Regions from separate parts of the Hordeum vulgare genome. Here region 1 is linked to region 2. The links are chromatin contacts, called in public Hi-C maps. All regions are on one chromosome and are shown on one strand. The core of a region is the stretch at or near the end of the contact, and the rest is flanking DNA. Distances in the headings are between cores, read along the strand shown. Region 1 holds the start of LOC123427012 (eukaryotic translation initiation factor 4B1). Region 2 holds the start of LOC123427010 (isocitrate dehydrogenase [NAD] regulatory subunit 1, mitochondrial-like).

What was found. A called contact is a pair of places that touch in the nucleus more often than the background predicts.
Region 1: a contact with region 2 is called in a Hi-C map of seedling, with 5 times the contacts expected there. The contact joins the promoter of LOC123427012 here to the promoter of LOC123427010 in region 2. A contact is called at or near these places in 3 of 6 Hi-C or Micro-C datasets (leaf and seedling) and 1 of 1 datasets of contacts at active chromatin or transcription factors (embryo).

The regions. Positions count from the first base shown.
Region 1 is chr2H:528,366,115-528,370,785 of MorexV3_pseudomolecules_assembly, forward strand. LOC123427012 (eukaryotic translation initiation factor 4B1) reads left to right here and starts at 3,160. Exons shown (of 3, transcript XM_045110941.1): 1 at 3,160-4,571. The coding sequence starts at 3,373.
Region 2 is chr2H:527,758,509-527,763,554 of MorexV3_pseudomolecules_assembly, forward strand. LOC123427010 (isocitrate dehydrogenase [NAD] regulatory subunit 1, mitochondrial-like) reads right to left here and starts at 3,049. Exons shown (of 4, transcript XM_045110939.1): 1 at 2,393-3,049; 2 at 973-1,200; 3 at 789-867; 4 at 1-463. The coding sequence starts at 2,914. The coding sequence ends at 189. LOC123427011 reads right to left here. Exons shown (of 3, transcript XM_045110940.1): 2 at 4,711-4,783; 3 at 3,723-4,034. The coding sequence ends at 4,736.

The DNA.
Region 1 (4,671 bases), core at 1,910-4,409, 610 kb after region 2:
TCGCAGCTTGTCCCACGATCTCATCACAATCCGTCCCGCGATCCAATCACGATCCATCCCGATCTAGTGTCGAACAGACGGCACCTTCGCGTTCAGCACACGTACAACTCGATGACGATCACCGCCTTCTTGATCCAGAAAGAGGGACGGAGAGGTAGATGAGTTCTCCAGCACGGCGACGTGGTGGTGGTGATGGTGAACTAATCCATGAGGGCTTCGCCTAAGCATTGCCGAACTAGACTAGAGGAGAAACAGATCTAGAGGGAGAGAGAGGCAACCGTGGATATATTTGTTGGAGCTACCCTAAAAAAACCTCTAGTATATATAGGAAGATGGGAAGGGGAGGTTGCCTTGGCCCCTCCTCCAAGGAGGGTTTCGGCCGAAGCAAAGGGGGAAGAGTCCTCCCCCAACTAGGACTCCTTCCCCCACAAGGGAGGTTGAGTCTTGGGAGGACTCCTTCCCCTTTGGTCTCCTCCCTTCTAATTTTAAATGGGCCTACTTAGGGGCTGGTCCGCCAGCCCACCAGGGGCTGGTGCGCTACCCCTTAGGCCCATGTGGTCCTTGGGGTGAGTGGGCCCCTCCTGGTAGACCCCCGGAACCCTCCCGACACCCTCCCGGCACCCCTAGTACATTACCGGTGACGCCCGAAACTTTTTCGGTGACCAAAACGAGACTTCCAATATATCAATATTCGTCTTCGGACCATTTCGGAACTCCTCGTGACGTCCGGGATCTCATTCGGGACTCCGAACAACTTTCAGTTACCAACACACATAACTCAATAATGTCAAAACGTCACCGAACCTTAAGTGTGCAAACCCTACGGGTTCGAGAACTATGTAGACATGACCTGAGACACTCTCCGGTCAATATACAATAGCGGGACCTAAATGCCCATATTGGATCCTACATATTCCACGAAGATATTTATCGGTTGAACCTCTGTGTCAAGGATTTAGTTAATCCCGTACGCTATTCCCTTTGTCCATCGGTATGTTACTTGCCCGAGATTCGATCGTCGATATCTCTATACCTAGGTCAATATCGTTACCGACAAGTCTCTTTACTCGTTCCGTAATACAAGATCCCGTAACTAACTCTTTAGTCACATTGCTTGCAAGGCTTGTTGTGATGTTGTATTACCGAGTGGGCCTCGAGATACCTCTCCGTCACACGGGGCGACAAATCCCAGTCTTGATTCACGCCAACCCAACACACACCGTCGGAGATATCTGTAGAGCACCTTTATAATCACCCAGTTACATTGCGACGTTTGATACACACAAGGTATTCCTCCGATGTCTGGGAGTTGCATGATCTCATGGTCATAGGAACAGATACATTGACATGCAGAAAACAACCGCAATAAAATGACACGATAATATGCTACGTTCATAGTTTGGGTCTTGTCCATGACATCATTCTCCTAATGATGTGATCCTGTTATCAAGTGACGACACTTGTCTATGGCTAGGAAACCTTGACCATCTTTGATCAACGAGCTAGTCAACTAGAGGCTCACTAGGGACAGTGTGTTGTCTATGTATCCACATATGTATTTGAGTTTCAATCAATACAATTCTAGCATGGATAATAAACGATTATCATGAACAAGGAAATATAATAATAACTATTTTATTATTGCCTCTAGGGCATATTTCCAACAGAAAGTAATTGATCCAATCTGAGATTTATTATGTGTTATTTCATAGCTATGCATGCTTTCTAATGTATAAGTTTGTTATGGCCAAGTAGATGAGTAGATCTTTAGAGGGAGTGTTGCATACTTGTAGGTTCAATCATGCGGTGTCCTCATTCTGTCTCGGGAGGAGTACCAAGACACGTATTCATATTGTTGCTATTAAGGATAAAATGATGGGGTCTAGACATATTATTTGGTCTTGGTTTGTCTACATCATGTCATCTTGCTTAAAGCATTACCCTGTTTGTTATGAACTTAATATCGTAGATGCATGCTCGATGACGGTTGATTGATGGAGTAACAATAGTAGGCATTAGTAAGTTTAACGGTATACTTATTGCAGACATAATGCCTATGTATTGATGATGCCATGAATAACGACATGATTATTTGTTTTTCTATCAGTTATCCAATGGTAACATGTTAGGGAAGGAACAATGGTGGCATGCATGATACAATTGACTACGCTTGACGTTCTATACCGTACCAGGTTCCACCCACAAAGAAATATATGAAAATGGTTTAGATATCCGTAGAACGTGTGGGTAGTAATGATTTTGAACACCTTGAGAGCATTCACTGTTTTATTCACGTGTTACCTTTTGCTTAGTTGATTAGACAAAACTACCATTATTATTGTTTTCGCTAGCTACCACTGAGTAGAATATTTTCACATAACGCTTTGGTTGTGAACGTAACCATTTGTGTGTCGACATAGTTGTGTGGTTGGTAGTTAAGTGTGCAATCCCTTCATGTGGGATCAATATACTCTACTTATCGTGAATTGTGATAGCTTCGTGCCCTTGCAGGTCCTCACGAGGGAGTGAAATCTTGATGCCCTGCTCTGGCTAGTAGGTTAGGTCAGGATTGTTAAGTCCTCGCATGTTGATGTTTGAACAGATGACTACGCTTTATCATCGAGTATATCTTTCGGGCTTCGATCCTCCTCGAGCTCGTCCATCTGGACGTAATTGATGGAGCACTGGCATAGAATTCCACCATCTCCTCGTGGCAGTGAGGGTAGTGTTTCTTATCGTGTGAAGAGATTTGATGTGGAGTGTTTCAGATTTGTTGAAAGGGTCAATAAAAGCGACAACGGCTCGAGGGCGGTGGTCCTTGGAGCATGTGTATCAAACTTTTCTGACTGTCATCAACAAAGTTAAACCTTCTCCGATAGAAGAGCGATAATAACAACATCGACGGCTCATTCCGGTGGCGATAGTGATCATTCGGTGAACTCGGAATTTCGATGTAAGTTTTATTATGTTTGAGGTACTCAGTACTTCCGTGAATTTTGATATTAAGTTTGAATCTTTTACAAAACTCTGAATCAAGTACTAATATATAGGTATTTTTAAAATGTATACACGGAAATCACGAGATTTCAGATGATATAAGCATGAGACGCCTTTACGTTGTTTATTATTCCCAGCCGTATACAGACAGGAGAGAACAGAGGAAAGCCGAGCTCGATCCGACGGCGGAGCCACGACCGTCCACGAGTGGGTCACGACGGCCTCCCGTTCCGTCAGAATCAAAAGCACAGCCAACCCCCCAGCTCAGACCCACCCAACCCAACAACGCACCCAAACGAATCGCCCCCTCGATTGTTCGCTCCTGAGCACCGACCCAACCCTAGATCTCGCCAGCAGCAGCGCGAAGCCGACGCCATGGCCAAGCCCTGGGGCGGCGTCGGCGCCTGGGCGCTCGACGCTGAGCGCGAGGACGAGGAGCGCGAGCACGCCGCGTCCTTCCCCGCGCCCGACCCGCCCGCCGCCGCGGGCGGCGCCGCCAGCTTCCCCAGCCTCAAGGAGGCCGTCGTCGCCGGCGGCGGCAAGCAGAAGAAGAAGAAGGGCACCACCCTCTCCCTCTCGGAGTTCACCACCTATGGGGCCGCCGGCGCGCCTCGCCGCGCCGCCCCCGCTGAGCCCAAGGGCCTCACCCCGCAGGAGATGATGATGCTCCCCACCGGCCCAAGGGAGCGCTCCGAGGAAGAGCAGGACCGATCCCGCGGGTTCCGCTCCTATGGCGGCGACAGGGAGCGCGGCGGCGGATTCGACGACGAACGCCGGCCCAGCAGGGATTCGGATCTCGATATGCGCTCCCGCGCCGACGAGTCGGACGACTGGGGCAAGAACAAGAGTTTCTCGCCGGCTCCTACCGACTCTGGCCGGCGTGATAGACTCAGTGGCGCGTCTCCGCTCGGCCGCTCAGATGACATAGACAACTGGTCGCGCGACAAGAAGCCACTCCCGTCGCGCTACCCTAGCCTTGGAACCGGCGGTGGTTTCCGTGAATCACCAGGCGGTGGTTTCCGCGAATCATCTGGTGGTGGTTTCCGCGAATCATCTGGTGGTGGTTTCCGAGAATCATCTGGTGGCGGTTTCCGTGACTCACCAGGGCCATCTGACTCTGATCGCTGGGTCCGCGGTGGCGTCTCTGCCCCTACTATGACCAACAATGGTGATAGGCCGCGCCTCAACCTCAATCCACCAAAACGTGATCCCTCAGCGGCTGCTGTGCCAGCTGCTGAGGTCACACGTAGCAGACCAAGCCCCTTCGGAGCTGCAAAGCCCCGTGAGGAGGTGCTGGCTGAGAAGGGCCTTGATTGGAGGAAGATGGAGGGTGACATTGAGAAGAAAACCAGTCGGCCTACTAGCTCGCACTCCAGTAGGCCGAACAGCGCACATTCCTCCCGCCCTGGGAGCCCTGGATCACAGGTCTCTGCAGTTGGGAGTGAGGGAGCACCAAGAGCACGGCCAAAGGTAAATCCATTCGGTGATGCCAAGCCACGGGAAGTGGTGTTGCAGGAGAAAGGAAAAGACTGGAGGAAAATTGACCTTGAGCTGGAGCATCGTTCAATTAATAGGTATGTTATATTTTAGCCCGCCTCTTGATAACATGTAGTGCTTCTTTTCATAATATATAACTGGAAGTGCTGACATAATGAGTAAGAATGTTATAAACTT
Region 2 (5,046 bases), core at 1,799-4,298:
CTCTCTGCAACACAAGGTGGTTTGCCTTGCTACAAAGTCTCGTGAGAATAATAATTCTCGTGGATTCCTCAATTATTTCTGAAACAGAATTGACGATCTAACACTGTACGAAAAAAATAACACTCAGAAGTTGGGACTTTTAAACCAGTCCTCCAAAAGAATCGATCCTTCAGCGGTGCATCAGGTATCTAATCCAGATTAGCGATCACTGCATCAGTAACTTCCTGGGTGGTGCTGGTGCCGCCTAGATCCTTTGTTCTGTACTGGCCTTCTGCAACGACGCGCTTCACCGCAGTTTCCAGACGGTCAGCGAATGACGGGAACTGCAAATGCCTCAACATCATCGCGGACGACAGGAGCAGGGCGACAGGGTTTGCTTTCTGCTGCTCTACAAGATTGTCGTTTCCCACATTTCCTGCAGAAGCACCTTGCTCGAAGATGGCATGATCCTGACCCACATTACCTGCAACATAAACACAGCATCCATGGATCAATATAAACCTCAAACTTATGTTGGCTTACAAGAATAAACCTATATGTAGTTCATATAGCAAAAAAAGGAGGTGTTAAGTTAAATTTTATTAATTTGTTCCAAAAGAGCGGAAGAGGGTCAAAATCATGTGCCACTACAACACACTAGGCATGTCGCACTAGTGGGCCCCCAGCAAAGAATTCAAGAATACCAGGAAGTAAGTGTTGACCAGCATTTCTCGCAATCGACCAAGTTAATCCAATTAACCACTCATAGTATGAACTGACCATGGAAACAAAGTAAGATTTCATCTTACCTCCTGGCATGACACCTGTTCCTCCAACAAGACCTGCAGCTGTGTTGGCAACCAAATTGCCGTAAAGGTTAGGCGTAACCTATCAAAAGAATGGAAAGATAGAAGTTAGAAAATCTGCAGTAACCCCAAGGAATGGTTTACTTAATAGGAGCATCTGAGAATACCAGGATAATAAGATACATACCATAACATCAAATTGCTCAGGCCTTGAAACAAGTTGCATGCAGCAGTTGTCAACAATGATTTCGTTATACTCAATACTTGGATATTTAGCGGCAATCTCACGGCAAGACTCCAAGAACAAACCATCAGCAAGTTTCATGATGTTTGCTTTATGCACTGCTGTGACTTTCTTCCGGTAGTTAAGGTAAGCATACTCGAAGGCATATTTGGCAATCCTCTCAGAGCAAAACTTCGTGATCACCTAAACCCAATCAGTAAGAGTAACAAAAAGGCAACAAAACAGACTTAAAAGGAAAGCACAAGTCGAGCAATTGTTTTCATAGATAATGTTTTGAGCAAACTCACATCATCTAAGACAGGACTGATAATTGGCTTGCATGGAAACATAAATGCAAGAAAATAAGCACATATATGATGAATATTCTGAACATAGACAGGGCACATTTTTTGCGTATCTTGGTCTATTTGCAAATAATGGAAACCAATCTAACCTCATGATATTCATGTTCTGTTGATATAGCATACGCACATGAATCTATAGGTCAATAGACGCCAAGTTCACCCATCTGTGTATTTGGGACGGGAGTACCTATTGGCTATTATCTCCTGGGATAAATACATCCAGATACCAACCTCACGGCAGTCACATCATGGTTTGACCAACATAACGACAGTGTATTCTAGATAAGGCCTACAGAGTTTTGTACTGATTACTCCATTCATAAATTCGGAAATGAGTTTTGAAGCCCAGTCAAGCGCAAATGCATAATGTTAAATGAATATTACAACTTCTCAGTAAACAAGGAAATTACTCAAATACAGACAATACCGCCATCATTTACCTGGTTAACACCGACCCAATAGTTCAGATAAATTGGTTTCTACAAACCTGCTAAGCTACACCACAAGTTTGGACAACCGGAGCACATGTGAATCACTGGAGCACAATTCTTGCCAGAACGAGACTGAGGATTTGCAGTCCGCATTTGACAGTTTTATTACACGGATCTACCAGCAATTTCAACCTTATGAGGCATGAATGACTGCAATGATCATATAAACTATCAAGCAAACAGTACATTCATTTCTAACAGCATCTTAGTAATCTACATCATCCTGGTCACAAATTCAGATAACTCAGTTTTACACGGATCGTGGTAGATAACCGGCTGACAGCATCAGTTCATGACAGACAAATCATATATCTACTCTGACAGTGGCAACTTTGCAACGGAAAACCTTCCTCTTGACCATGTATACTAACTAACTATGATATGCCAAATCCACCGATCATATACCATGTACCAGCAATAGAGCCAACGACAAAAAAAAAGGGCACACCAGACGTCAACCAATGAACAGGTGAAGGACTGGAGGTGAATTTTCCAAACAAACAACAGGGAGCGAACGATCAGGCATACCTTGAGGCTCTCGACGACCCCCGGGACGACCTCGTGCTCGAGGCCCGAGTACTCGCCCTCGGTGTTCTCCCTGATGACGACGATGTCGACGTTCTTGTGCCTGGTGGGCAGGCCGGGGACGTTGGCGCAGTTGACGAGGGAGGCGAAGAGGTCGAGCTCCTTGCGGAGCTGCATGTTGAGGGAGGAGACGCCCCCGCCGACGGGGGTGGCGAGGCCGCCCTTGAGGCAGACCTTGTTGCGGCGGATGGACTCGATGACCGCGGGCGGCACGGCGGGCATGTCGCCGTGGACGTCGTATGTCTCGAAGTAGACGGGCGCGTGCATGGCCTCCATGACCTGCTCCACGGCGCCTGTGACGAGGGGCCCGATGCCGTCGCCCGGGATGAGCGTGACGGGGCGCGGGGTGCCGTCGCCCGGCCGGGGCATGTAGGTCACCGTGCGGCGCGCGCCGCCGCCGTGGCCAGGGAGGGACGGCGCGGAGGCGACCAGGCGGCGGAGGAGCGGTGCGGATCGCCGCGCCATGGGTGGCAGGCTGGGGCTGCGGCGGGCGGATGCGGAATTGCGATCCGGCGGAGCGCGGGCGACACGGAGGGGAGGGGAGGGAGGAAGGATTCCGAGACCGAAAGAGGGAGGAGACCGGGACGGGGGAGGGAGAAAGGGACGGTGGAGATGGCCACTACTTGAGCTGTTTTGCGGTTCGGTCCTTGAGATTGTTGGGTATTCGCTATAACCTTTAAAAGCCTCCTCCGCAAGAATGGGATGGGAGGCACGTCTCTGGCAAGCGGGGCCCATCGCCATCAACGGAACTAGGACGTATATCTTTTTCGGTTGAGAAGAAAATGGTCGACAATGTCAACGCACAGAAAATAGTACTCCCTCCGTCCGTAATATAAGAATACATTTTTATACTAATGTAGTGTAAAAAAACGTTGGGACAGAGGAAGTACAATCGTGCTGGTACGGAGCGGAAACGTAGAGACAAATGGAACTTTGAACCCAGTGACCTCATGCAATGCAAGCGAGCGATCAAGCAAATGAAACTATCACATCAGGTTTCCTCAAAAAAAAGAAGGTATCACATCAGCTAAGTTTTATCTTTCTTTCTTTCTTTTCCTCAAAAAAAAGAAGGTATCACATCAGCTAAGTTTTATCTTTCTTTCTTTCTTTTTGATACATGTATATTGATAATTCAAGCAATTAACAGCAAAAACGTCTTATATTTCGTTACGGAGGGAGTGCATTTTAATAACTTTTTATAACGCATTTTAATAACTAGTTATTGTACATGTTGGCTATTAGGTTGGCTATAGGTGATGTGGATTGTTGACTATACTACTATTAACCATGCTCTTATATTGAGTATTTAACATCTTCTGATACAGTATCAAAGAGGGTCAGCAATGCTACTTTAAGCATGGGTCGATGAACGCTGATTCGGTAACCAGGCACCAACTAGCACCAAGTCACAGCTCCACTGGATATAAAATAAAAGCATACTAGAATGGCAAACCCAAATGGGACTTGAATCTGCATAGCATGGACAAACTAGTGCATTCAGATATCCAAGGGCATTTCAACTCAAGATACAGTTCAAAGATCCCGGCTTCGAATCTTGCGACCTCTCTTACAGAGCCTCTACGCGCTGCAAAACAAGACGAAAAGAAAGTCATAACAAGCTTCTAGTAATTTCAACGTACCATCAGACCGCTAGTCACAATCAAGGGTCACCACTAACATTCAAATCAAGCATTACAATCTGCTATGTGCTGGAGAGTGAATGTGGAGACCTTAAAATTCAGATTAAGGGTCTTCTCATTGATGATCCCAGATAACGTGCATTAAACATTTATACGGTTATACCACCGCACAGCACAGCGGAAAATAAGTGGGCACTGAAGACACAACATTTTATAATCAAATACTACTCCCTAAGAACAAGAATACTTATTCACTAGCGGTCGAGAGTACATGGAAAGCAAGATCCCTACTCCAGTGTGTTAGCCCAACACACACGTGCAAGAAAACAAATACTCCCTCCGTCCCAAAATAAGTGTCGCTGGTCTAGTACAAAATTTGTACTAATTTAGTGTCAACTTTGCGACACTTATTTTGAGACGGAGCGAGTAGTACTAAGATACAAACAGAAGAATAAGAATTAATCAGGTGATGCTGTAGAATCATTCAAGTTCAACCAACCAATAGTGAAGGAATAGGTAAGTGTCAAGTGAGGGTGCAAAAGAAACTAGTAACTGAATACCATAACGATCCAGAATAGAAGTCACATGTATGAAACAAAGTAATAGGTAAGTCAGGTATACCTTGCTGAGAACAAGATCTCTGCCCTTACTTCAACCCGGCAATTTTTCTCCTTGCCAGTGAATTCTTATGTTCCTACAAAAAACATTAGCACAGACACAGTAAACAAAAAAAGTTGGTGCCGATCTCAGTAATATATCTAAAGACAATCCTTGCAAAACAGATGATGAAGGAATGAACTGGTAGAGACAGCAACATCAAAATGATAAAAATAGCATAAAACAATGCATCCTGTTAAATCTGAAGACATGTTAAAACCTGAATCTGTAAACGACATTGAAGTATTCAACATAAATGTCTCATTCTAGTTCATGCCTGGAAGCTCCCTTTCGTGCAAA